2 separate regions of the Neogale vison genome follow, and region 2 is linked to region 1. The links are chromatin contacts, called in public Hi-C maps. All regions are on one chromosome and are shown on one strand. Each heading gives the region's core, a stretch centred on a gene start, on an enhancer-like site or on the middle of the called end of the contact. The rest is flanking DNA. Distances are from core to core; before and after follow the strand shown.

Region 1 (4,919 bases), core at 369-2,868:
ATTGGTGGGAGAGAATAGAATTAAAAATATTTAATCCAAAAGAAGGCATGAAATGTAAGGACCATAGAACAGATTGAGACAAAGACCAAATAGTAAAAATGGTAGATTTAAACTTAGATACTTGCTTCTAGGTAACTCTATGTAGGGGTAGGCACAGACCAAGATACTGTCTTAATACAGCTGTTAAGCCTGAAAATTCTATCTTACCTATTAGTGTCTGAATTCTGTCCATATCATTACTATCTTAGTTGAATGGCCATGACTTGATGCAATTTTAAATAAGCCGCTGGGGAGGTACTACCCTTAATCTATTTTTTGCTGGTGTTTCACCCAATCTGGTTTAGAAGAGTTTAAGAAAGCTTGAAACCATTATCTCTACTACTACTGCTGCTTAGCTACTATTTTTACAGGCTTTCATGTTTTGTAAGGGAATAGTTGGCTTTTTCAACCCAGAAACTCTCCGAATTATGGAATTCAGTCGGTTTAGATTTCAGGCCACCGGCAGAGAGCATCTCTTCGCAAGCAGTGTTCCCTTCTCCTTTTCTGCCAGCTACTGGGGGATATAGCCATAATTAACTTTGAGCAAAAGGGTCTTTCTCCTCCGATATAGAGCGATTATATGAATTTAACGTAGTGCCTCTACTTCTATCACTGAAATTCAATATAGGAAGGGCATTTTATAGTCCAGAAACTATAGCAAAGACTTTTATAGACCAAGACATTTTATAGTCCAGAAACTATAGCAAATTCACATGCAGTGTATATTTTAAACACGAATACATGGTGTTCTGCAAGTTCCATGAAAAGAGGCATGGCGTCCGAGTTGATCAGGGCTGTAGCCTAAACCTAGTTGCATGCCTGGCACGGAACAGGCACTCGACAAACATTTGTTGAATGAATAAATTATAGTCATTACGGTACTTAAAAGCTTTCTAGAACAGATTCGCGCTTCTACCGTCAAAGCCCCAAAGCCGAGTTTCCCTTCTGTCAGGCTACGTTCCCCCTGAAACAGGCGCGCTAGCGACGGCGGCGGAGAGGCTGCCGACTCGGGTACGCGGCTGGGCCACCCGTCAGGCTTGGGGCGGGCGACCCCGTCTGGCCACAGCGGCTGTAGCAGCCGTTTGCCTCCTGTCGGGGTCCCGCGGCGTCAAGGGCAAGAGGCGTTTTGTGAGGAGGCAAATAAAGCCAACCGCACAGAAACGGCTCGTTCTGTCTCACATCCTCTCTCGGGTGCCCGGGTTTCCTCGGAACACAGTGACCCTCCGTGTCTGCGGGCAGGTAGAGCCTGCCCCACGCTGCCCACACTTCCCCTCCTCACAGCCGCGCGCTCCCCAACGCGCGCAGACCTGAACTCGCCGGTACCCAGCCGGCGCGCGGAAGGACACGCCCCCTCGCGGGAACACGCGGCCATCGCACGCACACTTCGCGCGCCTCCCTGCAAGCGAGCGCGCACGCGCACGTGGGGCGGGCCTCCTGCGCGGCACCCACTGAGCGCCGGGCCCTCTCACCCCACCCCTCTTCCCTCGCTGCTCTGGCTCCGCCTCCGCGACGGGACAGCCGAGAGGAGGCGACCGGAAGCCACTTTAAAGCAGAGCTCCCGGTGACAGGCGAGAGAGCTGGTTCGGCAGTGCGGTCGCGGCTTTCTGCGCTCCCGGCGGCGGAATGGCCCGTGCGCTGCTTGTCGCGTCTCCGGCCTGCGACCCTTAGACGCCCAAGCCCGCTCTCCGCGCCAATCCTCCCGCGCGGACGCTACCAGCGAGCCGGCGGTGCGGCGGCGACTCGGCTCCTGCGGACGCTTCTCTCAGGCTGCTCGATCAGGTGAAGGGCTCCGGGTGGGCTCTGAGGGGCGGGCGAGAGACCCTAGCTGGGATGGCGGGCGCGGACGGTGGCGCCGGCCTCGCAGCCTTTCGGGGGATCTAGGGTGATTGATATTTAGACTGTGCGTTTTCTTCCTGCCGAATTCATTCGGATCCAGTCAGTATCGGGATGGAATTGGCTTACACTTACTAATCACTTACGGCCTCGGGCAGGTGTATAAATCGGAGGGAGACACTGAAGGGTTTAGTCGCGGTCGCCGGCGTCTCCGGGTTCCCACTTGGTCTGGGTGGGCGCGGGGGGGCGCGTCTATGCGGCCTCCCCCGCCGGGCGGACCCCGAGCGCTCTGAGGCGGAGGAGCAGTTCGCAGATCGAGGGGCCGGGCACGGCAGCTGAGGGGAGCCTTCCGGCAGACCCGCATTCCGGCTGCAGCCCAGAAGTTTGCAGGCTGTTTTCAGATCAACTTTGAAGGCGCAGAAGTGTTCGCCTGTTTCCTCGCCGCCACCCCGAGAGCCGCCGACCGCGTTTCCCCTTGCACCTCTCGGCTCCTTTCTGCGAGCCTCCGAGACTGGCAGGACGATCCTGTCGGGAAGGTCGGTTGAGGAGGCGAGGAAGAAATTAACTGTGGAAGGCGCCGTGAGGGGCTTCTGGGATGGAGGGAAGCCTGGGCGGGGCGGGGGTGCTCGTTGGGACCAGGCTGCAGCGAGGGTTCGGGGGCGCTCCGTTGCCTGCCGAGGGGCATTGAGGGGGTGGGATGCTCCGGAACGCCGGGAATTGGTCGAGCCCGGCCGCGCCTCAGCTGCGCTGCGCTGCGCGGAGTTGGCCCGGCCCGGGGGGCGGAGCTGCGAAAACCGCCGCGGCCGGCAGGAGGCGTCTCTCGGACCCGGGCTCGGCGTCCCGGAGTCGCGTCGCGGCTGGTCGACGAGGAGTCCTGAGTTTGCAGATGGTGGTTGTCCGCGCTCGGTGCCAGGGGCCGGGAGTCCCGGAGGACTGGGGACGTCACGAGGCGAGGGGTGGAGCGGTAGGTCGCCTGCAGCGGGGGACCGGAGGAACTGTCCTTCCAGTCTTTATTTTTCTGTTATGCAAACTAATTGAGGAACTAGGTTCTAGTGACTTCCCCACTCCAGCCACTCCTCAGTTCTCTGCTTTCTTTCAGAGCCTGGCGGAGGGCAATAACAAAAGTTATAGTGTGTGTGTATGGGTGTGTGTATATACACGTCCAGTGTCTCTTTTCCCTTGATTGGAGGTGAGAGGAATGGCGTGTGTGTGAGTGTGTGACCGCGCGCGTGCGCGCATAGACACGCGAGGGAAGACACAAGCGGATTTAGTGTGGTGTAGAGGGAATACCACAATCTGTGCCAATTGTGCCTTGAGGCAAGATCACCAAGTGATGAATAATAACGCCTGGCTTGGCTGCTTTCCAGTTGATTTATGTCTTATGTCAAGTCCCTCCTTGTGAAGCTTTCCCTAACAATGCCAGCTCACACTGAACTCTTTCTGCCTTTTTCTTTTGTACTTACCGTGTGCACTAACACCTGGTTATATACAGTTGAGCATTGAAGAACAGGGATTTGAACTTTCCGGGGTCGCCTATATGCGGAATTTGTACAGCACTATGAACGTGTTTTCTCTTTCCTGCAATATTCTCAATAACATTTTCTTTTCTTTAGCTTACTTTGTTGTAAGAATACAGTATATAATACATATAACACAGAACGTGTTAATCAACTGTTAATTCTGGTCGGCAGTAGGCTATTAGTAGTTAAGTTTTTCGAGAGGCAAAAAGTTAAAAGCGGATTTTTCCAGGGGTGAGTTCCCTGAACCGTCCCCACTCCGGCCTAGTTCAAGGGTTAACTGTACTGTGTTTTTGTTTATTTCTGAGTTTGTTCATTATGAATGTTCTATACATAGATTCATGAATCTCTCCAATGAGATCTTTAATACTTGTTATTCTGGGTAGTTTTATCATTCTGTTGTTGACCTATAAAGGCTAACAGAACTACTCATTTAACAGGTGCATTTTCCTCAGTGATTCGGTTAAAAAATATTATAGAGCACCCACCGTGTGCATTGTACTCACATGGTACTGATCAGTTGGGAGGAGTATTTGATGAAGTCATGGGCCCTAACATCAATGATCTCTTATTCCTTTGGTCATTTGGCCAAGAGAGAAGATTAATTGCTCATCACCAGCTCTTCCATCGCGTACAATGCTTAGTAAATATTTTCAGAATTGGTTAATGAATGTTAGACTGTGGAGAGAACTGTCATTTTACAAAGTTTTCTTTGCTTTTTACTTTAGGTTTTAGTTTTCTGATTCTTTGAAAACAGCACTTTTTTTGGTCTCAGGAGTTCATTAGGAAACACACATTTGGTGTGTGTTTTTTATTCTTGTATTATTTTTCTATAACATGCTTTCATTTGTTTTAATAGATAAAATCATATATGTAACTTTTATGAAGACAAGGATAAGGAGGCCCTTTCTAAATTATGAAGGTGTGTTTTGGTTTCTAAGACAGCGTATAGTGTTTGCTGCTGATGTAGCTTCTGTTGCTAAACAGTCAACTGGTATTCTTCCTCCAACAGTGGTAATGTTTTGGGGATTGTAAAAGTAGACCCTTAACATCCTTGGGGAATATATTGGAATTTAGAAACACTTCAACATGCTCCTGGCTTTCTCCTATATAACATTTCAATTGAGAGCCCCTGTTTCTTGACTATATGCTTTTAAATTCACTCACTATTTAACTTTGAAGTTTATCCTTCATTTGGTGAACTTTTTAAAAAAAAAAAAAAAAAAAAACACAAAGAAACAGGTTTTGTCACCTCCTGGGATTGGTGATAAAGAAACAACTGTGAAGAGAACCACAAAGCAGATATGTGGTTTCCCTGTTGTCATCTGTTAGCCACACTTATTTTTACCCCTCACCCCCCACCACACTCTAGACTTACAGTAAAAATTCATACCCCAGCAGAATTAGCAATTGTATATTGTCCACAAATAAATGTCAAGAGCCTTTTGGAAGGTTTACCTTTACCTGCTCTGGGCTTTTGAATAGCCTTGGCTTCTTTGGAGCCTTAATTTCTCAATAAAACTTAAAATT
Region 2 (4,550 bases), core at 175-2,674, 150 kb after region 1:
CCTTTCCTTATCATATACACGGAGTACTCAATAAATATTATTGCCTCAGAAAAGTCACCTTGCTTTAGGTGTACAGTTTTTGTTCCAGATAAAGCACTCAGTGGACCTAGATGAACTCCTTTTTTTATGCCTCATGTCTAAATCCCATTACTGAGAACAATCTTACCTTCATTGTCCCTCAAAGAAACATGCTGAACATAAACAGCTTTTGAAAGTCCTTTGCACTTCTCATAAGCATGCCCTACCTGATCACTTTGTTGGCTGTCCTCTACTCCCCTTAACCTCTTCAATCCTCTTATTGCTTACCTTTTCCAAATGGAGAAAAACGGTCTTTGAGGGGATGGAATCTCAAAGTCGTTGGTAGGCGTTGGGGCAAAAATATCCGCCGGGTTAAGTGTACAGGGTATATCTACCTCTAAGACTTTGGGGAACAAGGCTTTTAGGAGTGTTCACTACTTCATGCTGTCATTTTCATTAATAAACAGCTCTCACCAGCAGTTTGACTACCGTTTCAGCACTGCTCTGCATGGTTTGGTCACCTCTAAATCTATGTTTTAACTAGTTTTCTCTTTCTTAAACCTTACTTCATTCGAAAGTAACAAGTCTCTTTCCATGCTAGTGAGCCACATACGATTTTTCTTGTAAGAGCTACATTTTCGACTTCATATACCTCGGAAAGGTGAGATTGGGACTATTAAAGAGTCACTTGAAAATCACACCAATAGCTGCCCCTACCTGGGTTAGTCACAGAATCACCCCATTCCGGTATGCAGTGCTTGTCTCTTAGTAGTAGGTCATTAATAAGCACTTGCTTTATGAAGGAAGAGTCACGTGTAAAGCTACGCAGCCTCCTGTAAATAACTTGTGTACGAGGGCAGTCTCAAGGTACCTTCTGAATGAGCCTTACTACATCCCGAGTACTTTGGGCTATAAAAATTGTAACGCCTTCCCAATTGCCCTCGTGGCAATGCCAATGACCAGAGCTTCCCTTCATACTCATGACCTCTTCAACAGGCTTCTCTCCTCTTGGCGCTCAATATTATAATTGCCCACTGTTGTGTCCGCTTTGCGGGCTCTAGAGCCAGGGATCAGAGGTACAGGGACCTAGGTCACCACTGCAGGCTGAGTCTCTCTCCACCCACTTGAACCTAGGGACATTTCTCTTCTCAGCAACTTCTACTAGGACTCCAGCCTGCCCTCCCCCACGTTCGTCTTCGCGTCCCCTCGCAAAACACTCTGTATAAGACAACCTCCACCCTACCCCCCGCCCCCTCACTCCCCGCAAACCCCGTCAAGAGCTTTCCGATTTCTGCCAGGCGCTTGGGGCCCCAGGCGTAGCAAGGGAGCCCCGCTCTGCGTTGGCGAACGGCGTGGGCCGTGACGTCACTGCGCCCTGACGTCGAGCCGACGCGTAGCTTTGGTCTCCCGGGAGACCGCGAAAGCCGTTCGCACTCGGAGTGGAGGTCTAGGTGAGACAATGAATGACTTCCTTGAGTCCCCCCCGGGCCTACCCAGTCCTCGGGACGCAGTTCCGGAGCGGAGGCGTGCTGACACCGGGGGAGAGGGCCGGAAGGCTGAGCCGCGGCGCCGCGGCAAGGGAATGTGGCCCCGAGCGTCGCCCCCGCACCCCTTTGCGGCCCCTGCACAGCTTCCGCGAGTCTGCTTGGCCCGGGCGTCCTCTACCGAGAGCGCAGCTCGTCCTCCGCCCTGCACCCTCCTCTTCCTCCTGCCACAGCAGGTCCCGAGGGTACGGGGTTAGAAGGGGACGAGTTTCAAAATCCAGCAGTCTTAGCTGGCCTTGCAGTTGGTTTCTATTTGGAAAATCCCGCCGCTTCAGGAATGTCTTAGAACGTGAACTTCGTTTCACCTGACCGTGACCTGCTCGTTTGCGGGTGATTCACACCAGGGGAAGGGTGTGTTTACGGAAGGGCCCGAAAGCTGAACGTGAGTTAAAAGCCCAACGTGACACTGCTGTGAGGAAGGGAATCGGAAGTGAACAATCCAGGACGTTGCTTTGTTTTCGACATCTTCCTCGTGATCCTGTTAAAGAGCAGGTTCACAAATACTTAGTGGTTGCTGCCAGTTTCACCGCACCTCTTGCTCAAGGGCAGCCTGCATGTATGTAATGTGAAAGAATAAAAGAAACTGACTTCATAAAACATGCAAAATGAGCCTTACTACAAATGAGAGTGTAGTTTCTATAATGGCTTACACTAAATGAGCCTTACTACAAAATGAGAGTGAAGTAATAATTTAAAAAATTGCCGTGTTGCCAAAGGGGAAAGAGACTTTCCCCCTCCCTTTCTTGAGAAACTTTGTATTTGTGAATGTTTCCACCGTTCCTTTAATACCGATGCAATTTTTAAAAAGACTCAATTTTTCTTGAGGACTTGAGAAAAATTTCTTTAAAATGTAAACATCAAGGAAGCTATCTGTCACCTTGGAAATTTCACCTAGGCTCCTTACATTAGTACCAAGGGCTCTGTCCTAGAGATTTGTATTCCTTAGAACAGTCGCAATTAACTAGCGCAGATAGCTTCTTCAATTACTAGGTAAATTGAAAACAAACTACGAAATTGTATAACAGACTGTACTGAGAATGAGTTACCGTTTCTCTTGAGAAGATGTATGTAATGGATTGTATCTACACAGTTATATATAAAAAAGTGGAGTTACTTTCTGTCTTTGTGGAGGTACTGTCTTTGTAGTCTCATTAGCAGATTGGCTCTGATGTGCATCACAAACTAGTTAAATGCTTATTCAGTAATAAGACTGTTTTCTTTCTGCATTGTGGAGAGATTTTTCGGGTTGGCAGTATTTAATTCTTCAGTAATCAGAACCTGCCAAATTTCCTCACTTTCTATAATAAGGCTACAAAGTTGGAATAGCTTTAGAGATAAAGAGGATACTAAACAAAAACTGTTCCACTGGACCCTTGTTTATACGTCACTAGATCCATACTCTCAAATTTTATGGGTGGAATTTAAAAAGATTTCGTTGGTAATTTTAGGAAAAATTCTACTCCCACCAGAGTTTAATTAAGGTGATGCCATCTTATTTTACTGATGGTGAGTCCATTGTAAAATGACAGAAGAGAGAATAATGAGCCTTCTGTGAATAATGAGCTCTTGCCACATCAGAGACAGTCTGCTGAACATCAGATTATTATGTACTTGGCTATGTGGGCCTATGTTAGCTATGTCAGTTAACTTTACCACATACACACATTATCTTTATATGGGAAGATAGTTCATTAGTTATGTTTTTAAAAAGCATCTCATTAAAACAGCAGGCTTTGTGTTAACACAGGGGATGAGGAATTTTCTTTCCAACAATAGTTGCATGATTAAAAAAAAAAATACTGCTACTACAGAAATTTTTGTCAACTACAATTTCCCTAACACCTTGTAGTGGCTGAGGTTGCTGTCTCTGATAGAGTACTCCGCCTCCAGTCTATCTTTGTGTCAAAATCATGCTCTGATCAAAAGCAGACGGCTTCAGGAAGCCTTCCATAGTTTCCAATTCCCACCCAAAAGATAAGACAGGTTTCTTTTCTGAACTCCTAGGTTGTTCCTTCTCTACCACTCCTGGCCCTCAGACTTTCTTCCTTGCTATGGAATTGTGCCTGTTCATACTCTGCTGTCCTCTTTCTACTCGTCACTCCTTAGATGTATATATAAACATTTCTTATGAAACTGGACTGTGTATTCTCTCTCCATAGTTGGGAAAGATTTAAAAAAAAAATAAATAAAAACCCGAAAGTACTTCCTTCAGTCACCTTGTGTAGTTATAACAAAGTAGTGATAGAATTTTATGTTGAGTTCTTTTATTACAAAATGAAAATCTGGGGCACCTGGGTGGCTCAGCGGGTTAACCCTCTGCCTTCGGCTCAGGCCATGGTCTCAGGGTCCTGGGAGCTTGGGGCTCTCTGGTCGACGGGGAGCCTGCTTCCCCCTCCTGCTCTCTGCCTGCCTCTTTGCCTACTTCTGATCTCTGTCTGTCAAATAAATAAATAAAATCTTTTTAAAAAGAAAACGAAAATCTATTAAAGTAAAATATCTGAATAAAATTATGTAAATGTTCATCTTAAAATGAAACTTCTCATGCTTTGATGCACTGATTTTCCATGTCTGCAGATGATATTTAATTTGATAACTGTTTTTTCATACTTCATCCTTTAAACCAGCATTCGTGTCACAATTGTTTTTCCTATCTGCTGAACTAAACTACTATATTTAGATATTTTTCTGTGAAGTTTTTGAACCTCCCTTTTATAAGGAAACAGAAATAAATGGGCCTGTTTAAAATTTTCAGTGGCACTTATTCTGTATTTGCAAAACAAATTGTTAATAGTAAACCACCACAGAAATTACAATTAGACTATAAAGTTCTAAAGAAAAAGAAGTTTTCTAACTAAGTTGTCTGTTATCTTTTTCATTCTAGTGGCCAAATAACTGAGAAAAGCCCAGTTGTTTGTACCTTTTAACACTGAGTTGACAAAATAACTGTTCAAAGTTATCACCATTCATCTCTGAGTACTCCCAAGAACT

Evidence for each region. Hi-C and Micro-C count contacts between places; a contact is called where the count stands out from the background.
Region 2: a Hi-C map of fibroblasts shows a contact between it and region 1, with 4 times the contacts expected there. The contact joins the promoter of LEKR1 here to the promoter of LOC122908632 in region 1. A contact is called at or near these places in 2 of 3 Hi-C or Micro-C datasets (fibroblasts and muscle).

The regions. Positions count from the first base shown.
Region 1 is chr6:81,979,210-81,984,128 of ASM_NN_V1, forward strand. It overlaps LOC122908632 (protein mono-ADP-ribosyltransferase TIPARP), which reads left to right and starts at 1,619. Exons shown (of 6, transcript XM_044251660.1): 1 at 1,619-1,818.
Region 2 is chr6:82,131,650-82,136,199 of ASM_NN_V1, forward strand. It overlaps LEKR1 (leucine-, glutamate- and lysine-rich protein 1), which reads left to right and starts at 1,425. Exons shown (of 11, transcript XM_044251664.1): 1 at 1,425-1,469.